Regions from separate parts of the Mus musculus genome. Here region 1 is linked to region 2. The links are chromatin contacts, called in public HiChIP or PLAC-seq maps. All regions are on one chromosome and are shown on one strand. The core of a region is the stretch at or near the end of the contact, and the rest is flanking DNA. Distances in the headings are between cores, read along the strand shown.

What was found. HiChIP or PLAC-seq counts read pairs in DNA pulled down with a chosen protein or histone mark.
Region 1: an H3K27ac HiChIP or PLAC-seq map of neural progenitor cells shows a contact between it and region 2, with 7 times the contacts expected there. The contact joins two enhancer-like sites. A contact is called at or near these places in 1 of 15 datasets of contacts at CTCF or cohesin (the NIH/3T3 cell line), 4 of 484 Hi-C or Micro-C datasets (bone marrow-derived macrophages, embryonic somatosensory cortex, hemogenic endothelial cells and 1 more) and 5 of 115 datasets of contacts at active chromatin or transcription factors (T-cell acute lymphoblastic leukemia, embryonic basal ganglia, fibro-adipogenic progenitors and 2 more).

The regions. Positions count from the first base shown.
Region 1 is chr1:89,521,900-89,524,718 of GRCm38.p6, reverse strand. All of the region lies in intron 1 of Agap1 (ArfGAP with GTPase domain, ankyrin repeat and PH domain 1), which reads right to left. Among named protein-coding and RNA genes, the nearest start is that of Gm41914, 58 kb to the left of the region's middle. Within about 2 kb of position 1,313, at least 28 of the 459 cell types and tissues checked have an H3K27ac peak or open chromatin away from gene starts, as enhancers often do. A contact at or near this core is called in neural progenitor cells, where this site is marked.
Region 2 is chr1:89,301,275-89,304,125 of GRCm38.p6, reverse strand. No RefSeq gene overlaps it. Among named protein-coding and RNA genes, the nearest start is that of Gm41913, 85 kb to the left of the region's middle. Within about 2 kb of position 1,270, at least 59 of the 459 cell types and tissues checked have an H3K27ac peak or open chromatin away from gene starts, as enhancers often do. A contact at or near this core is called in neural progenitor cells, where this site is marked.

The sequences.
Region 1 (2,819 bases), core at 64-2,563, 220 kb before region 2:
ATTCTTGGGAAAGAAAGGAAGATCACAGAAAGAGATCACCTATGGTGTGTATGTATGAAACAACTGATCCCCTTCCTGCTAAGTATACATCCGCAATGCAAAGTCTGGCATGGCCAGCAGGGGGCAGTATAGGCGAGCAAGAAGCTAAGTCTAAGATCCCACTATCCACTTAGATTACTCACTTCCTTCCCTTCCTGCTGCTTCAATCGCCTTGTTTGCTGAGCATGAGTCTACAATTACCGCAGAACAAAAAATTTAACCTATGTGTACTCTTAAAATTCCCCTAAGAATGTGCCTCATCTCTTTTTTTATACTACCTGAATAAACAAGTCTGAAAGCCTAAAAGCCAAAAATTCACAGTATATGCACTTAAATGTATGTCTGTTTGCATGGTGATGATGTGTTTATGCTACAGTCAGCAAACACAGCTTGCTTAATGAGGCAAAAATCTTTGTCAGTTTTATAAAGCAAAGTTCATGAGAAATATTTAATATGTAAATAAAGCAGTAAAATGTGATCGAAAAACAAAAACAAACAAACAAACAATAACACACCTCACTAATACCACTACAACTCATCGTAAGACTTTAAGCCATTGTTTATTAAGTTAGACTCTCAGGCCTGTGGAGGTCATCAGCAGCCCACCTCTGAGAAGAGTGGATTATCCCACCCATTTCAATGACTCCCTTCACCACAAACCCAGAGGGGTCAGGAAAAGCTGGCTGTGTGCATTCCAGCATGCAAGCCTGCAAAAGTTCTGCCATCCACTGCAGGGTGAGGCACTCAGCTAGCATGCAGGACTGAAGCTGTAGCCCATAGCTTGCCAGCCACCTCAGAGCTGGGCAGGTAAACAAGGGGCTAACAGCTAGAGATGGCTGACTCTAGATGCTCAGTGACCCTCAAAGATAAAAAAGCGGCTGACTCCCACTCCACTGTTCAAAGCCCCTTTCCTCTGACCACAACTGACAGCAGTCAGAAGACAAAACTGCCTCTCTAGGGCTCGGAAGCCTCTGCCCACCCTGTGTCTATTCCCAATTGTCTTCAGCCTGGTGAGGGAAGGCGCTGCCTCCCCAGCCATCACAGCCCCAAGCACCGTCAGGGCCAAGGCCAGGCTTCTGCTCCCACAGAGACCATGGCCACTCCTCCCAGGGAAAGGAGGCTTGGAAAGCCAAGGTAAAGAACTTCAGTAGAAGAGGAGCGGACGATGGACCACTGGGAAATACCAACTGCCGAGGGGCCAGCTATACTCTGGAGTGAGCCAGGAAAACACGCCGCCTACGAGCTGTCTCCACTGGAAGAGTCTTTAAACATCCCCTCAGCAACAAGTTTCCCCAGCACTGTGCAGCAGGGCACTGCAGTCTCTGCAGTCAGCCTGTGGCGGTGGGCTGGCATCTGTGGCAAGATGGATCTGTAGCTCAGGCTGGCAATCTCGAATTGAGATAGCCGTAAGAGGAAGTTAAAGCAAACACTGGTGACAACCTGTGGGCTAAAGGAAATGCAGAGACTGGCCAAACAAGAGAATTCCAGAGCCCCACATCAGTGAACATAGCTTCCTGGTGGTGTGGCCTTTGGAGGGTCTACAAAAATCCAATGACCATTTTGTACCTAGATCTTGCTATGCGGAGAGGCCATTGGTCAGAGACACCAGTGCCTCATCATGGAGAATGAAAGGAAGCCTGAGAGGGACTAAAGACCACACAGAGACAGGTATGAGGGGTGGAGCCCCAGTGTTCTCTTTTTCCAGGGCACCTTCCCTGAAGTTCTCATTAAACATCAGCAGAACTAAACTGTGCATAGAAAATTACTGTTCCTCCTCCATCAAATGGCTCTACTTCCATTCCTGAGACCCACAGGAAAGGAGTCACAGCAGCCAGACCTCATTCTACCCCACCCACCACACCCCAGCATGCTTCACAGAGACCCTCAAGCTGCTGGCTGCAGTAACAAACCCCAGCTACAAAGCTGCTCTTCGGTAAAATAGATTGTTACAGGGCCATTGTGGGAACTCTCTCCGAGGAGACACAGAGCATCGTCTTCAACCCCCTCTCCCTTACAGGGTACCAACAACAAAACCACACAGTAAGATTCCACTGTAGCCCAACGGGAACTAAGGGAAGCACGGGAGAGGGGTTATCTCCAGGAGCAGCTGCCACTAGGAAGCCTCGGCCCCAGCATGGATGACAGCTTCCCCATAGCTGTATAGGAGTCCTACTCGCAGTTAACATTCCACCGTCTACAGTACTTCACCCAGACCACGTGCAATTTAGCCAGAATTAACATATAACTGGCCAGTAAGTGCAAAAGAGTGTGACTGAGCTCAGCCGAGGGTCCAATGAGCCTCCCTACACCTCTCCTACTCTGAGGGAACGCCGCCTGTCAAGGAGTCATGGCTTGAGAGTCTCTCGCACGTAGCCACGGCTGTTCCCGTGACACCCACACTGTGCTCAGAGGACAGCGCTCCACGGCAAGGACTGAAAACAAAAGGGTGTGTTTCGCCCTTTCAAGAAGGCCTAGCACACAGCAGGCACTGCACAGGCTGAGCTCGGAATCTCAACCCCATACCTGTTATTTTGACTTGGCAGAAGCGCAACTCAAGGACAGCTGTGTCTCTGGCTGCCTTTCACTCACCAGCTGTCTGGAGCTCAAGCAAGGATCTTTCACCCTTCCACTGGATTCTCCTTTTCCACCCAGGAGGCTTTGCGAATATACAAAGCAGGCAGCAGGTTAGCAAGCTCGGTTAACAAGGGAGACAGAAGTGATTCTGTTACTGTCAGGTTTATATACAGGTAATGTGTTTTCTCTACTAATGGCTCAAAATT
Region 2 (2,851 bases), core at 21-2,520:
GGGTTGCAGATCCCTGGTAGAACTCGTTCTTTCATAAAGTTTCAGACACGCATGGCTGTGGAACCACACTCCTATTAGCACTCAGGCGGCTAAGGTTGGAGGATATTAAGTTCAAGGATAGCCTGGGCTACATAGTAAGACCCCCCTTTTAAAAATGGTTTTTTTCTTCTTTCTGTAGGGGCTGGAGAGATGGCCAGAGGTCGAGTGTTTGCTCCTCCTGAGAGGAGTCCCATTTGGTTCCCAGCGCACACATGGAGTGGCTCACAATTGCCAGTGAGTCTAGCTCTAGGGGATCTTTACATCCACAAGTGGTATACACTGAGAGACACATAGATATGCACATAAATAAAAATAAAAGTTCCAAAATGGGGAGCACTCACATGATGCACAGACACATGTGCAGGAAAAATACCCCCCCCACACACACACACATAAATAAAATACAAATTAAAAGCAGGGCAAAGGTAATGTGGTCAGGTGTCCCAAGTCATTTTAGCTTACTTCCCTGGGTTAGTAGCATTGATCTTGACCTCAGAAATGTGCTTTGCAACCAGGATCAAATGCTTCAGAAATTCTGGTAGTAAAACAGGGGTACCTACCAAAAGCTGTGCCATTATCTCTCCGAGAACACCCAGAGATTATATTTGCAGTTGATGTGATCTTAAAAAGTGAAAGAGGAGAAACGGTGTGTAATGGGATCAGGAGTGCCCGTGCAAAATGTCATCACAGCTGTCCCCTCCCCGGCTCCCACCCTGTCAGGGTGCCCCCCCCTCCAACTCAGCTGCCGGAACCATCTGAATGAGTTTAATGATCCATTCCTCCAAGGGGCCTGCGAGTCTCCTTTGGCTACCACCGTCAGCTCATCGACTGGACTCATCAGCTGGAGGGATGGGAGACATTTGGTGCTACTCTTAACCCTGAACTCTGAATCATGGCGTTCCTCTCTGCGCAGCTTTAGGGGATGATGGAGAACCTGAGGGTGACTCAATCAAAGCTAGCAGACGCGCTGCAGATCCGGAGAAAGATCTCCTACAAACGTAAATGTAACCGAAAGCGGGATGCCATTTCTTCTTGTGGCGGGGCTCCCGTCAGGCCTGGTGTCAGATCCCCGGACCCCCACTTCTCACTAAGCTTTGCTGAGGAGCCTCCTGGGCACTGGGCTGCATGGCGGCCGAGTCGGCTGAACGCTGAATTGTCAAACTGTGTGTCTCACGGAAGACGCGGAAGACGCGTGTTTGCCGACCGTGGGAACAGCCTGTGCTTGGAGAAGCATCTTCCGCTTCCCATCTCTGTCTCAGGGACTTCAGGAGTCTCATCCGCCTCCCCTCCCTGGCAGGAAGCCTTCTTTAGTCTCATTTGTTCCTGATGTGGTTTCTGTGGTTTCCAAAGAGAGCAGAAATGCCCAGCCGTGCTGGTTTCCTCTTTTTCTACAAACCCACTATTATCTCCCTGGCGTTTTCCTTTGAAAATGATTTCTGGGTTGAGAAATGCTTGTGTGTGTGTGTCTGGAAGATGCAGCGTGACTCCTCTGCATCTCTCACACTGTCGGGCACCCTGAAATGTTGCTGTTTGCTTCGTGGGCATCATTTTGGCTGCCAACCTCTCTCTGGTGGGCGTAGACAATGTGTCTGCTCTCCGAGAAAGCTTCCCGCCCCCCACCCCCAGACTGAGGGTGGGGGCGGGGCATGGACTGGGCCCACAGCTAGGCAGGCATGGGGACAGAGGCCAGCTGTGACTGCTGACTGTCTGGGATAACACGTGTTCAGGACCTTGACTTCTTTCTTAACAGGAGCACCTCCAAGGCTCCTTTGAGTCTCAATGATTTTATTTCCTTCACACAACCATTGGCTTTACACATGGTAGGATGCCCCCCCTCCCAAACCCCCAGGTCCCGCCCCCTCCCCCCTTCCCCCCAAGAACTGTATTCCCTTTACAGAGTTCATGTGATAAGTCTTCATCTTATGCCATTTTCCAAGTGAGACATCAGGGCTTTGGGAAATGGTGAGTCAGAATGGTAGAACTCACTCAAACTCTTCTCTCAGGCACATTGTGACAGACCCAGAATAGGCCCCTGGATCACTCTCCAGTGTCACAGGAACCTTTCCTGATAGAACCTATCCTTTCCTCTCCAGAGGGAGTCTTTAGTTCTTCTGTGTACCTGAGCCATGGGGTGGGCCAGGTCTCTGAGCAGGCCAGGTCCAAACATGCATCTCTATACGTAGTTCCCAGGACATCATTGGAAAGGAGATAGGGGATTGACTAAACAAGCACAACTGTAGGACTGGGAAGCCATGAGGGAGTGGTAAGCTCTGGGTTCTGTCAGCAGAGCCCCAAGGTAGAGCCCTGTAGGTCACCTGCCCTGGCCTGAGTTCATGGGCCTCAGTGTGTCAGGTGTGGGGGAGGGTGGACTGGTGACTTTGAGGACTTCACCCAGGTTGTGGTGCCATCTGCCCCTTCGCGCGACCCCAGTACTGTCACATTTAAGACGTGGGTGTTTTGTTTCTCTTCTTTCATAACTGAAAAGGTGGCCTGAGATGTAGGCCCTGCACAATGATCTCTAGAAAGACTTTTCTAGCCTGGCGTGTGTACCCATCTGTTTCATCAAGAGCCATGCCATTGGCTGTGGAAGTAGAGAAGTGGCTGGAATTCTGTAGGGAGGAGAGTGGCGGGGGGCAGTAGAGTGAAGGGCAGGGAATGCCCACAGTGAAGCAACTGAGGGGAAATGTAATCCCCTGTAAGAGGCACTGCCAGGGAGGGCGTAACCCATACCTAACCCCGGTGGTGACACCGGGGGATTTACTGGAAGTTTTCTGCCACCACCAGCCTGGAAGGAGCACTGTACAACAGATCA